2 separate regions of the Mus musculus genome follow, and region 1 is linked to region 2. The links are chromatin contacts, called in public Hi-C maps. All regions are on one chromosome and are shown on one strand. The core of a region is the stretch at or near the end of the contact, and the rest is flanking DNA. Distances in the headings are between cores, read along the strand shown.

The links. A called contact is a pair of places that touch in the nucleus more often than the background predicts.
Region 1: a contact with region 2 is called in a Hi-C map of muscle stem cells, with 4 times the contacts expected there. The contact joins the enhancer-like site here to the promoter of Ackr3 in region 2. A contact is called at or near these places in 7 of 39 promoter capture datasets (the 3T3-L1 cell line, cranial neural crest, fetal liver and 3 more), 1 of 15 datasets of contacts at CTCF or cohesin (the NIH/3T3 cell line), 2 of 484 Hi-C or Micro-C datasets (embryonic fibroblasts and muscle stem cells), 11 of 115 datasets of contacts at active chromatin or transcription factors (craniofacial prominence, differentiating embryonic stem cells, embryonic forebrain and 8 more) and 1 of 9 other capture datasets (adipose tissue).

The regions. Positions count from the first base shown.
Region 1 is chr1:90,315,404-90,320,561 of GRCm38.p6, reverse strand. No RefSeq gene overlaps it. Among named protein-coding and RNA genes, the nearest start is that of Gm34992, 20 kb to the left of the region's middle. Within about 2 kb of position 1,986, at least 7 of the 459 cell types and tissues checked have an H3K27ac peak or open chromatin away from gene starts, as enhancers often do. A contact at or near this core is called in adipose tissue, fibro-adipogenic progenitors and muscle stem cells, where this site is marked.
Region 2 is chr1:90,200,772-90,206,084 of GRCm38.p6, reverse strand. It overlaps Ackr3 (atypical chemokine receptor 3), which reads right to left and starts at 2,105. Exons shown (of 2, transcript NM_007722.4): 1 at 1,998-2,105.

The DNA.
Region 1 (5,158 bases), core at 737-3,236, 110 kb before region 2:
AATAAATGATCTAATCTCTTGGTGTCCCCCACTGAGGCTGCACCACATCGCCTCTGTAGAGGGATGAAGACAAATGACTTGGAACACCGGCTGACAACAAAGACTGGATGAATGCAGACTATGAAAGTCCAGGGCAGCGTTGGTCTGTGAGCACCAGCTCCCTTGCCTCCCATGCTGTGGTTACACTGGTCAGGTTTAAATGGCACCTCCTAAGGGATGGCTTTCCTCAGTCCTCACTGAGCCCCTCCTATGTCTTTTTAACATGACTTATTCACTGAAACCCCGTCTCTGTTTAATAGTTGCTGGCCCACCCTAACACATGAGCTCCCAGGGGTCAGAGGGAGCTGACCTATCTTCCTTACCAAGACTCAGAACCAGGACTCACACTATTCTTTCAGTAAACAAGTGGGGGAATGTTTGTCTCTCTCCTGCTGCCCACTATATATATATCTCAGGGTACAACTTCAGACTCCCATCCTATACCTATGGTCCTTGGGCCCTCTCATGGATGCAGCACGCATCTGGCTCATATCCTGCCCTTCTGTGAGGTCCTGACTTTACACTCAGATGCCATAATTTTCCCCAAGCATCTATAGGTAGATGGCCTGACTTGTGGCCACCAAAAACTTGCCCCACGATTTGAAGCAAATCCCAGATCAGAGCAATCAGACTAAACCACTGACAAGCAGGCTCACGTTCCCTCCTTGGTGAGGGCAATGTCTGAAGCCTTAACGCACATATGCACAGCCATGAGCCAGGCAGCCTGAGGGAAGCAGGACACACTCTCCAAAGTCCCAGTGCTTATGTGACTGTTCATGGCACTGTGAGGACAGGTGTCGTGGTGATATCAGTTCTGTATCTCTACTTCCAGTTTCCTGGTGATACTGACACAGCATCTCCGTCTTTGTCCTGCACTGGCTGGGATGGGTCTGCTTTGTGTCTTTCATGTCTCCCTCCTAGACATGCATAACTGACAAACTGACTCTTGAGCCAGTAGGTATGGTGAGATGAACAGGCACTGGGTATCTGATGGAATCAGTTTTTCTTGGCTCTGTCGCTCAGATGGTGACAGCAGGTGCCTCCAGATACACTCCCCACCATCTCAGAACCATAACTTCCCTTTATAAGTCCTGGAATTGCAATCACATGCTTGGGCCAAGAACTAATGAGTTCCATTGGCACTAGCCACAGGCTTGTGTCCAGGAAACACCCACCGGAACTTATCTTGCCCCTAGGAGCAAAGGTGAGACCAGTAAGGTGGTATCACTTTTAACCAACAACATCCACTGGTTCACAGTTACACAAAGAAATCCTTGGATAAATCCTTGGAATCTTCCTTTCCATCTGGTCTCAGTTGACAGACATAGGAGCAGCAGTTAGAAATGGAAGAGCTGCCTGTTTCAATACAGTGATGATCCCTGTGGCAGGTCAGCAGAGCTGACAGATACTGGCCTTAGTGGGCCAAAGGATAAGGAGAAATTGACAGTGGAACAGTCTCAAACCATCTCCCCAAGGATGATTAGCCAATTGAAAGGGAGCTAGGTGTGGCAACAAACCAGTACTCAGTACAAAGTACTCAGTAGAAACCAGTACTCAATCCCAGTACTCAGGAGTCTGAGGCAGGCAAGCATCACAAGGCTCAGGTCCAACCTGGGCTACCCATAGAGGTCTCCAAATGTGGAGAACCCTTCCAGACACAGTCTTATCCAAAACTAAGCTCAGTGGCAATGAAACCTCTGAGGCCCGTGAACCTGCTGACAGGCCACGCCAAGGACACAGAAAGCACTTCCGTGGTGTTCTGGCCAACATTAAGTAAGAAGAAACCCAGTGCAGCCAAAAGGAGCTTCATTCTGTCCCCCAAACAAAAACAGCCGGTACTCCGGAAAATAACACTGAGTTCCGAAAAAGCAATGAGTAACCGACCCTAACTGGAGATGAAAAAGGAACACGGTGACTAAACCTCACAGGGAGGCTGATGGCTGAGAGGGCAGGGAGTGCCCCTGGGACAAATACTGAAGCTGCAGGCTGGTCTCTGCGTGTGCTCAGTGGGGTCTAATCAGCAAGGGCAGCTGGGATTGGCCTTGCATTTTGCAGGCTTGGGGGATCTAGAAAGTCCCAGTAAGACCTTTGCATTATTTCTGTACTTATAAAAGCAATTTAAAAATAGGAATCTAAGAACAATGTCTTGAACCATTTTACGGAGTGTGTCCTGAGGACACCAGGCAGATCAGAGATCGGCTCCAAGAGCTCAGCCCGAAATTGGTGGAAATTAATTTGAATTATGCCATTGAACAGATGTGCTCCGTGGGGCATGGACAACTTTTATGTCTTAAATATCGAACCTGCTGCCACATCAGATGGCATCAAATTAATTATACAGAGTTATCAATGTGACGAGCCATGGCACATCCATACATCACAGGGAGTCACGGCAGAACACTGCCAGGCTGTGGGGGCCTTTCTACAGCTCAGGATAAGACCCAACTTGACAGGGCAGATGCCAACTGCACACATGCCCAGACCACAGCCCCTGTGCTCAGAAACTTGAACGTGAGCTAGTGACACCCAAGTGGAGAGATCTCAAACCATCAACACTGATTAATTAATAAGTCCCTTTATGCACACTTGGAGACGTGCCAGCTCTGCCTGTGTGTGTATGTGTATGTCTATCACATTTTAATTGCACTTTATACATTTAAATACAGCATTCCACATCTATAGAATGGTTACAAAGGCATGGGTCTTTTATGAATAGTATAAAGGAACCAGACTTACATATATAGACTTATCAATATGTATGTATATTGATTCTGATATCTAGATCTAGACCTATACACACATGTACACACATAGTGTGTGAATTAGCAATGTAGTCAGATACAGATTAGATGGATAGATGGATGATAGATAAATAGATAGTTGGATAGATGGATGGATAGATAGATAGATAGATAGATAGATAGATAGATAGATAGATAGATAGATAGATGATAGTTGATAGATGAAACACACAAACGCACAGGAAGAATATATTTAACATTAAGCTACAGAGATCAATGATATCTTAAACTTTCTTAAAAACTAGCACAATGACAAAACAATACTGAAGCTTGTTATCCTATGTTACCTTGGGTCAGTCTTCCAAAGTGAGTCTTTGCTGGTGACCTCAGGGGCCCCGAGGACCACGTCCATCCTGAGTTGACCATATGCAGAAAGCTGGAGCAACACGAGGCCTGAGCCTGGCTGTCTCCACGGTTATTCCCGTAGCTCATGAGAGCAGTGAATCTGCAGCTCAGCTAGTATTTACTCAACAAATAAAAGATTGGGCTGAGAAAAGTCATAGAAAGCTCTGCATTTGGAGTAAACATAAAGACAACCAGATTAAAGCAGAAAGCCTCCAATCCAACCCAGCACTCAGGTCGTAAGTTCCTCAATCACGTGTCTATGTCTCTTCACTTTTTCTTCTTCCTTCCTTTCTTTCCTCCTCTTCACCAGCCTGCCATCCATTCATCCTTCTGACAGATTCATAGGGCACATGATATTTCATTTAGGGGATGCCTTTACTAAGAGGGCGTGGTGGTTTGAATGATATGGCCCCCACAGGACCATAGGGAGTGGTTCTATTAGAAGTGTGGCCTTGCTGAAGGAAGTGTATCACTGGGGGTGGGGATGGCTTTGAGGTCTCAGATGCTCAAGCCAGGCCCAGTGCTTTATCCTCCCTGTCCGATGACTAGTTAGCCAGATAAAGAACTCTCAGCTACCTCTCCAGCACCATGTCTACCTGCATGGCACCATGCTTCCCAACATGACAATAATAGAATAAACCTGTAAGCCAGCCCCAATTAAATGGTTTCCTTTATAAGAGTTGCTATGATCATGTTGTCTCTTCACAGCAATAGAAACCCTAACTAAGACCGTGAATAAAACCTAGAACCTTCCCCAGACCTTAGAGCTTTGAGATAGATAATACCGCACATCATCAGCTTCCAGAAACAGCAGCAGATACCACTGCAAAGCAGAGGTCTCAGCCAGGCACTGGGCTACTTGGGCGTAGTGGAAGGAGACTGGGTCATAAGAGAATCACTCAGCCTTAGAAGGGATGGATGTGGGTCTTTCGAAGTATGTGAATTCCCAAGGAAAGTAGCTGTCTTTAAAAGTGAGCCTGAAAGCGGATTCTCTCTAATTTTTTGTCTCCCCATATGCTAACTCCCCACAATGATGTTGTCCATCATGTTAAGATGCACCCATGGGGACCTCACCAGAGCTGTACTGATGATGACCTTGGTCAGCAGCTCTGGGTGCCACCGCCCCACCCTCCACTTGGGACTATGGTCACAAGTGTAATAGGACTGTGCTCCAGTGCCTACTCCCACAATCCCAGCTTCAACACTTGCTGAGAGGAAGATTACCCCTCCTCTGTACCCTCCATCTATTGCTGGGGCCTCTCCATGTCCCTAAAAGAACTCAGCGGTGACTCTGTCCTGTTTCTACAGTGGAGATGATCGAGTTCTGGTCAGCTCCAACCAGCCAACACAAAAGATCTCCATTGAAGAGCTTTTTTGGAATCTTGTTTGGAATCTGAGAAAAAAAATCACCCCATCTTCTATTTAATATTGATGGCTGAAAGCTTTCCTCCTGGATACAGAGGCAAGGAGCTCTTCTTAGTCTGCACAGCAGCTCTCTAGCCTATGCTGGACTGATACCTTGGGCTGGTGCTAAGGAGGCTCAGAACAGATTATACAAACTGAGAGACTTCTAGAATCCTATAGATGAAGGGAAGGAGGAAAGGCATGGAGAGACAGAGAGACAGTCATCTTGGAGAGGCTTCCTACTCCTGACTCCCTCTTCTACAGCATTAGGCTGTATCCTGCCCTGGGGTCCTGGAGACAGACCTGGAACCTCATCACAAATATATCTTCTTTGTTTAGACACCTCAAGACGTTTTTCTCTTTTGTCCTGGAATCTGTCCAGAAGAAGACCTGACTCTCAGGCTCTTCTGGGCTCTTCTCCTTGAACCTCAGATTCAGTGCTACTGAGGTGGTCCATCTACCCATGCCTTCACCCAGGGTGTCTGTCTACCTATGCCTCTACCCAGTTTTCACATCTCCCTCGACCTCTGTTCCAGACTGGGGTAGGCCAGGCCTCTTCCTTGTGGTCC
Region 2 (5,313 bases), core at 856-3,355:
ATCCCTGGTTGCTTAGCTGAAAAGTACAAATGCCTTTGGGGGCCCAAATTCCATTCTGTTTGCTACAAGATCTCAGAAAAGTAAAAGTTCTAAAGTTGTTGGGGCCCTTTCCCCCTCCTCCGTGACTCTAAAAGTTTATAAAGGAGTGGCCCTTCAGACTCAGCTCTGAGTAACTGCAACCAACTTCCCTGTGTAGATTTGAAAATTAGAGCACTCTGCCTCAAATCCTCACACAAAAAGCCACTGTTCTGACTAACCAGGGTGTTTCATGGTCTTTCTTTCTTCTTCTTCTTCCATTTTTTTTATCCCATTTAGAAAGCCTACCCTTGGCCAGCTCTGGGTCTGATTAGAAATCATAATACTTTCTTAGCTCCCTAAGGGTTTGCTAATAATACTGGATAAACTCCCCTCCAAAGCCCTGACTCAGTTAAGCACAAGCATGCAGCCGTGTAGCTTTCTGGAACTTTAAAATATATGTGTGTGATTGCACTGTGCATGCCCCTTTAAAAACAAACTGGAGGAACCCAACAGGCAGCTAGCAAGCAGTCGGACTTCCCCAGCTTTTACACCTCTGCTCCCAGACAGATCCTTCCAGCCCCTGCTGCCTCCTGGAGGCAGCAGCTGAGCTCAGCAGAGAGCAGCACAAAGTGTTCACCGCTCAGACTGGGGGAAATTAGAGCAAAATGTTTCCAAGCTGGAGCCTGTGCACAGCTCCCGATCGAAACAGGGTTTTCATTTCATTTGGGGCAGGCTTCTATTCAGATGGGAGAAAGACGGGGACTTGGGGGCTTTATCCATTTACAATCTGCAACGAGCCAGGCACAAAAAAACAGAACCACCCCCATCCCTCCTTTCTGGTCCTATCCATTGAGCTCCACATTCTCCTGAACTAAATAAAGACCACAAAGCCAGCATCTGCTCCTTCAAAGAAAAACAAAGTTTCCATACTGGCCACAGCACAGACTGGGGTCTCAGGGATGCCACTAACCCAAGACACCTTTAAAAAGATGCTTGATCCTACCTCACATCGAAACAATTAATTAATCTGTTTGTGAGCAAATGAATGGAGAGACAGAGAGAGAAAGGGGAAGAGACAGCCAGTCTGCCTTTCACAGTGCCTCATTTTCCTAGTAGCTAGCAGCCAGGAGTCTTGGCTGACCAGGATCCCCTGACCTCAGAGTCTCCCTCACTCCCAGCCACCCAGTGAACCTTTATGCACCCTAACAAAAGTCAGCAACACTCACAGTTCACTTGGAGAGTAGATTTAAATTCAAATACTAGATTTCTTAGTGTCTGCTTTTTTTTTTTTTTGTCCCAATTGAAGTTGGACAACACTTTCTAGGAGAACAATAAATACTCAAAATTAGATTAGCAGGGGTGCCATGAAGAGATAAGATGAAGAGGAGCTAACATTCAATTTACAACTTCCAGAATTCAGGAGCTGTGAATTAATCCATCCCCACCCCCCAGAGCACGGAGTTTAAACTCATCCTAGACTCAGAATGCTCAGCCCAGTTGTCTGGTCCGCTGAAGGATGCCTCTGGGCATATCACATGCCTTTCTGGAAGTGCGCTTGTGGTTTTTACAGCCAATCTGATAACCAGAAGTAGGAGTGGGCAAACAGTGATGCCAAGCTCACCCCTAAGCTGGCTTTGGGCAACCTCAATGGGGCATCCCACATTCTCTGCAAAGTTTCCCTGCTTCCTGGAACTTAAGTACTCACAGAAACAAATCAGAGTCCAGTAGCAAACAAACATACACAGAGGTTTCCCTCCACAAATGACTGAACTCAGATCCCCCAAATCAGGAGCAGTAGCTTGCAATGCAGGCATGCAGCGTGCTTTGAGCTTTCCAATCCGGACCTGCAGGCTCTAAAGCCCCCAGCTCAGGGATCCAAGAGTTCTCAGAAAAAGCCCAGTTCTCGTAAGAACAGGAGTCCTGCCCCTTGCCGTAGTTGCTCGGCAAAGCTGTCGCAGAAGCAAGGCTTTCTTACTTACCTCAGGGCTTCCTGGGCTGTGGTTTGCCTTCCTGACGGTGAGCGCTGCAGGCTCCTTCAGTGCTGAGCAGTTTGTAGCAACTGAGATCTCTCAGGGCTCCGGACTTGCCTTTTATATACACTGCGGGAAAGTGCCTCTAGGTGGCAGTTTTGCAACCCTCGGCTCTCCTCCCGCCCCTCCTCTCCCACCACAGCGCGCAGGCATGCAGGCTTGTACAGGCGCACACGCCCTCCTGTAACCCTCTCTAGGTTGTTGTTTCCTGCACAAACACATTCTTGGGAGCCCTCAGATCCCTCCCTTTGCAAAGGCTAGATCCTATTGGGGGAAATGTCAGCAGAAGAAAAACCAAAAGAAGTCCTAGGACGTTCCAAAATGATAGAATATTGATCCAGTCTCAGGTATAGCTTTTAATAATCCCATGAGCACCGGGAGTTCCTTTGAATGCCTGTAGCTTCAGGGAAGACTTTGTTCCCAAGACAAATTACTCTGAACTTCTGAACTTCGATGTTGGTTTGTCAAGCTTGCTCTTTCTTTGTCGATGCCTCCTGGACAGAAGTCACATTTTGGAAAGGGGACGATTAATCGACCCTGTACCGCCATCACCCAGAAGTGAGGGAAAGTGCCTTTAGGTTGGATCCAGATTCTGCTGGAACTCTTACACAAAGTCCTTAAGGCCCTATTAAGACCGTGTTCCACGGAGTCGAGCAGTGCCAGTCACTGAAAAGGCCTTGTCGCAGGTGAGGTAGAGTCGTCATTGTGAGCTTAGCCAACTTTTATCGCAGTCCTCATCTTTATCAAAATCTACATTCTAATCGCGATGCACATTGCTAAGATTCCCTGTTTTGTTTTTTAAATGTGTCTCTTGCAATTCCCCATTTAGTAAAACTCAAGCACAAAATGACCCAATCTTTACTTTTAAAGCCGCGCCACTGTAACGCCTCCCCAAGTGCCCCCCACCCTCCAAAGGGCTGGTGGTCACTCTGCTCTCATGCCCCCCTGGGCCTCTGAAAGGCAGTTACAGCACCCACAGTTGAGGCGCGGGCTGTACGCAAAATCTGCCTTCACCAACACTTGCCGAGTCTATTTTCTAAGTCTCCGGAGAGTGACTGCTGAACACAGGAACCCGAGAACTTGGGGATCAGAGTCTCACGTAGGCTAGAGAGCTTCGGTCTAGGGAAAAACCTTAACAAAAGAAGTGGTTTGTTTAAACAGCCTTGCACTTTACTCCTGGCGGGGCAGATCCTGCTCAGTGAGCTCCTGAGGAGCACACCTGCTTTCCGGGCTGTGGGAGGGGTGTGTGTCTGCAAGGAGTAGTGTGAGATCTGGTGGGGGGTCATACGGCCTCCTGGGGAGTCTGTGACCTCAATGCAAGGGAGAGGCCCTGAGGCCTGTGGGCGGAGTCTGTGGCCCGGAGATGTGGTCTGTGGTCTCAAGGGTGGATCTGGGTCTAGCTAGAGGTGGGCGGTCCTACAGCCACAAAGACTGGTCTGTGGCCCCAAGGGGAGGGAGGTCTGAGTCAACAGGGAGGGTCTGTAAGAACAGGGAGTGTCCTATAGCATCAGGCAGGGACCTCTGAGGCCTCAGGGTCAGAAAAGGGTCTGGGGCCTCCGGACCCAGCTGGGCCGTACTACCCCAGGCCTTCTAGCTTTCATTCACTGAAGACGAGGCACTATTAGCAATCCGCCCCAGTTTGGGATGCCAAAGCGCCTGCGCATCGCAGCACGCCCAGGCCCGGGGCCAAATCCTCTGCAGGGAAGGTTCTTGACTGCCTTTGTCCAGAGCCCAGCACTGCCTGGGAGCAAAGCAGAGACCTGCCCTCGTGCGGCCATCCCAGGATGTCCACAACAGGGGCCGGCTCTGCTTCTCACCGCGACACATGGACCAAGGCGGACCTCAGAGAACTGGACTTCCCAGGGGGAAATGCGCTTGCTACAGCAGAGCCATATTGATGAGACCATGCACTTACTTGCTAAGAAAGAAGATGCAAAGTAATTTTTTAAAAAGTAAAAAAGTACACACCCACCCTGAGAGAGAGAGAGAGAGAGAGAGAGAGAGAGAATGAATCAAGGGTGAGCATGTAGTGTTTTCTAAGAAGGCATTGATGTTCCCCAGCTCCAGAAAAGATTGACTTGGTAAGGTTAAGCCTATTGGGCTGAGACACAGCATGAGGTCCTATTTAATGCCTCCATCCTTTGGCCAAGAGCCCACCTGGTGACCCACACAGATGACAGATTCAGTACACTGACCCAGCTGCCTGGAGCTCAGCTCTTCGGGTGCTACAGGCCTCTGGGTATCTCCCAGTCAGCTCCACCCCCTTCCATATACACCTAGGGTCTGAAGCCCATTCAGCAACAGTTCCCTCTGGAATCCGTTCTTGTGTTAGCATGCCATTACCTCCTGCCTGAATCCCACCCACTCAACACACTTTGACCCTTGAAGGGACAGGGCTGTAGCAAGCTGGGTCCTGCTCCCAGCCTGCAGAGAAAAGTGGAATAGTTGAAAATGTTGAGTTACTATGAATATGTCGGGAGATCTTCAAGCAGCTGGCCTGGGGACAAAGCATTATAATGTCCTTGTGCTGCAACCCAGGAAGACGCGTCATCTTCCAGTGGCCAGGCAGAACAGGAATGGACTGCTTCCTGCTGGACAGGACGTGCTCCCCCTCCCCCAGCCCCCAATTACTGCAATACCAGATCCCTTCCTTAGAGGTAAACTTGGTCAGTGCCTGACCCACAGAGGATATCCCAGCTGGATGGTCCAGACAGCTCCATCTCGGAACTGATTCTTGAGTCAACCCTCCCCACTTGGATGTCTCTGAGTGCCAGGCATCTATCTATACTAAAGGGACCTTCTATTCTTGCTGGGTGCCAGTCAGGATCTGAGGAACAGGTGCGTGTCAGGGGTAACTAAGAGAGATGCAGACAGGCTGACTCTTCTTCTCCCACCTCCGTAGGAGTCCAAACTCTCATGACATGGAGTTCTTTAAGAAATATAGGAGTCATCTAATGCTAATGATGCTTATCAACATCTGGGTGATATTTAGAAATGACCCTTAGACATAGCTAGGTGTGAGTGCTGGCTGCCTTGTGTTCTTCTGAGGGCCCCAGCCAAATTCTTCCAGGTACTCTTCACAGCTATCCTCCTCTCAGTTCCGTAGTGAGGAGATGGAGGCTCAGAAAGCGGGTGGCTGTGGGTGACCAGAGGGGCCATGCAAAACTGCCTTTGTCTGCCTTCACAGTGCCCCTTCCTGCCTAAGAAGCAGTAGTATCTTACGTTGGCACCCAAAAGCAGTAAGCTAAGAACTGAGGAACAACTC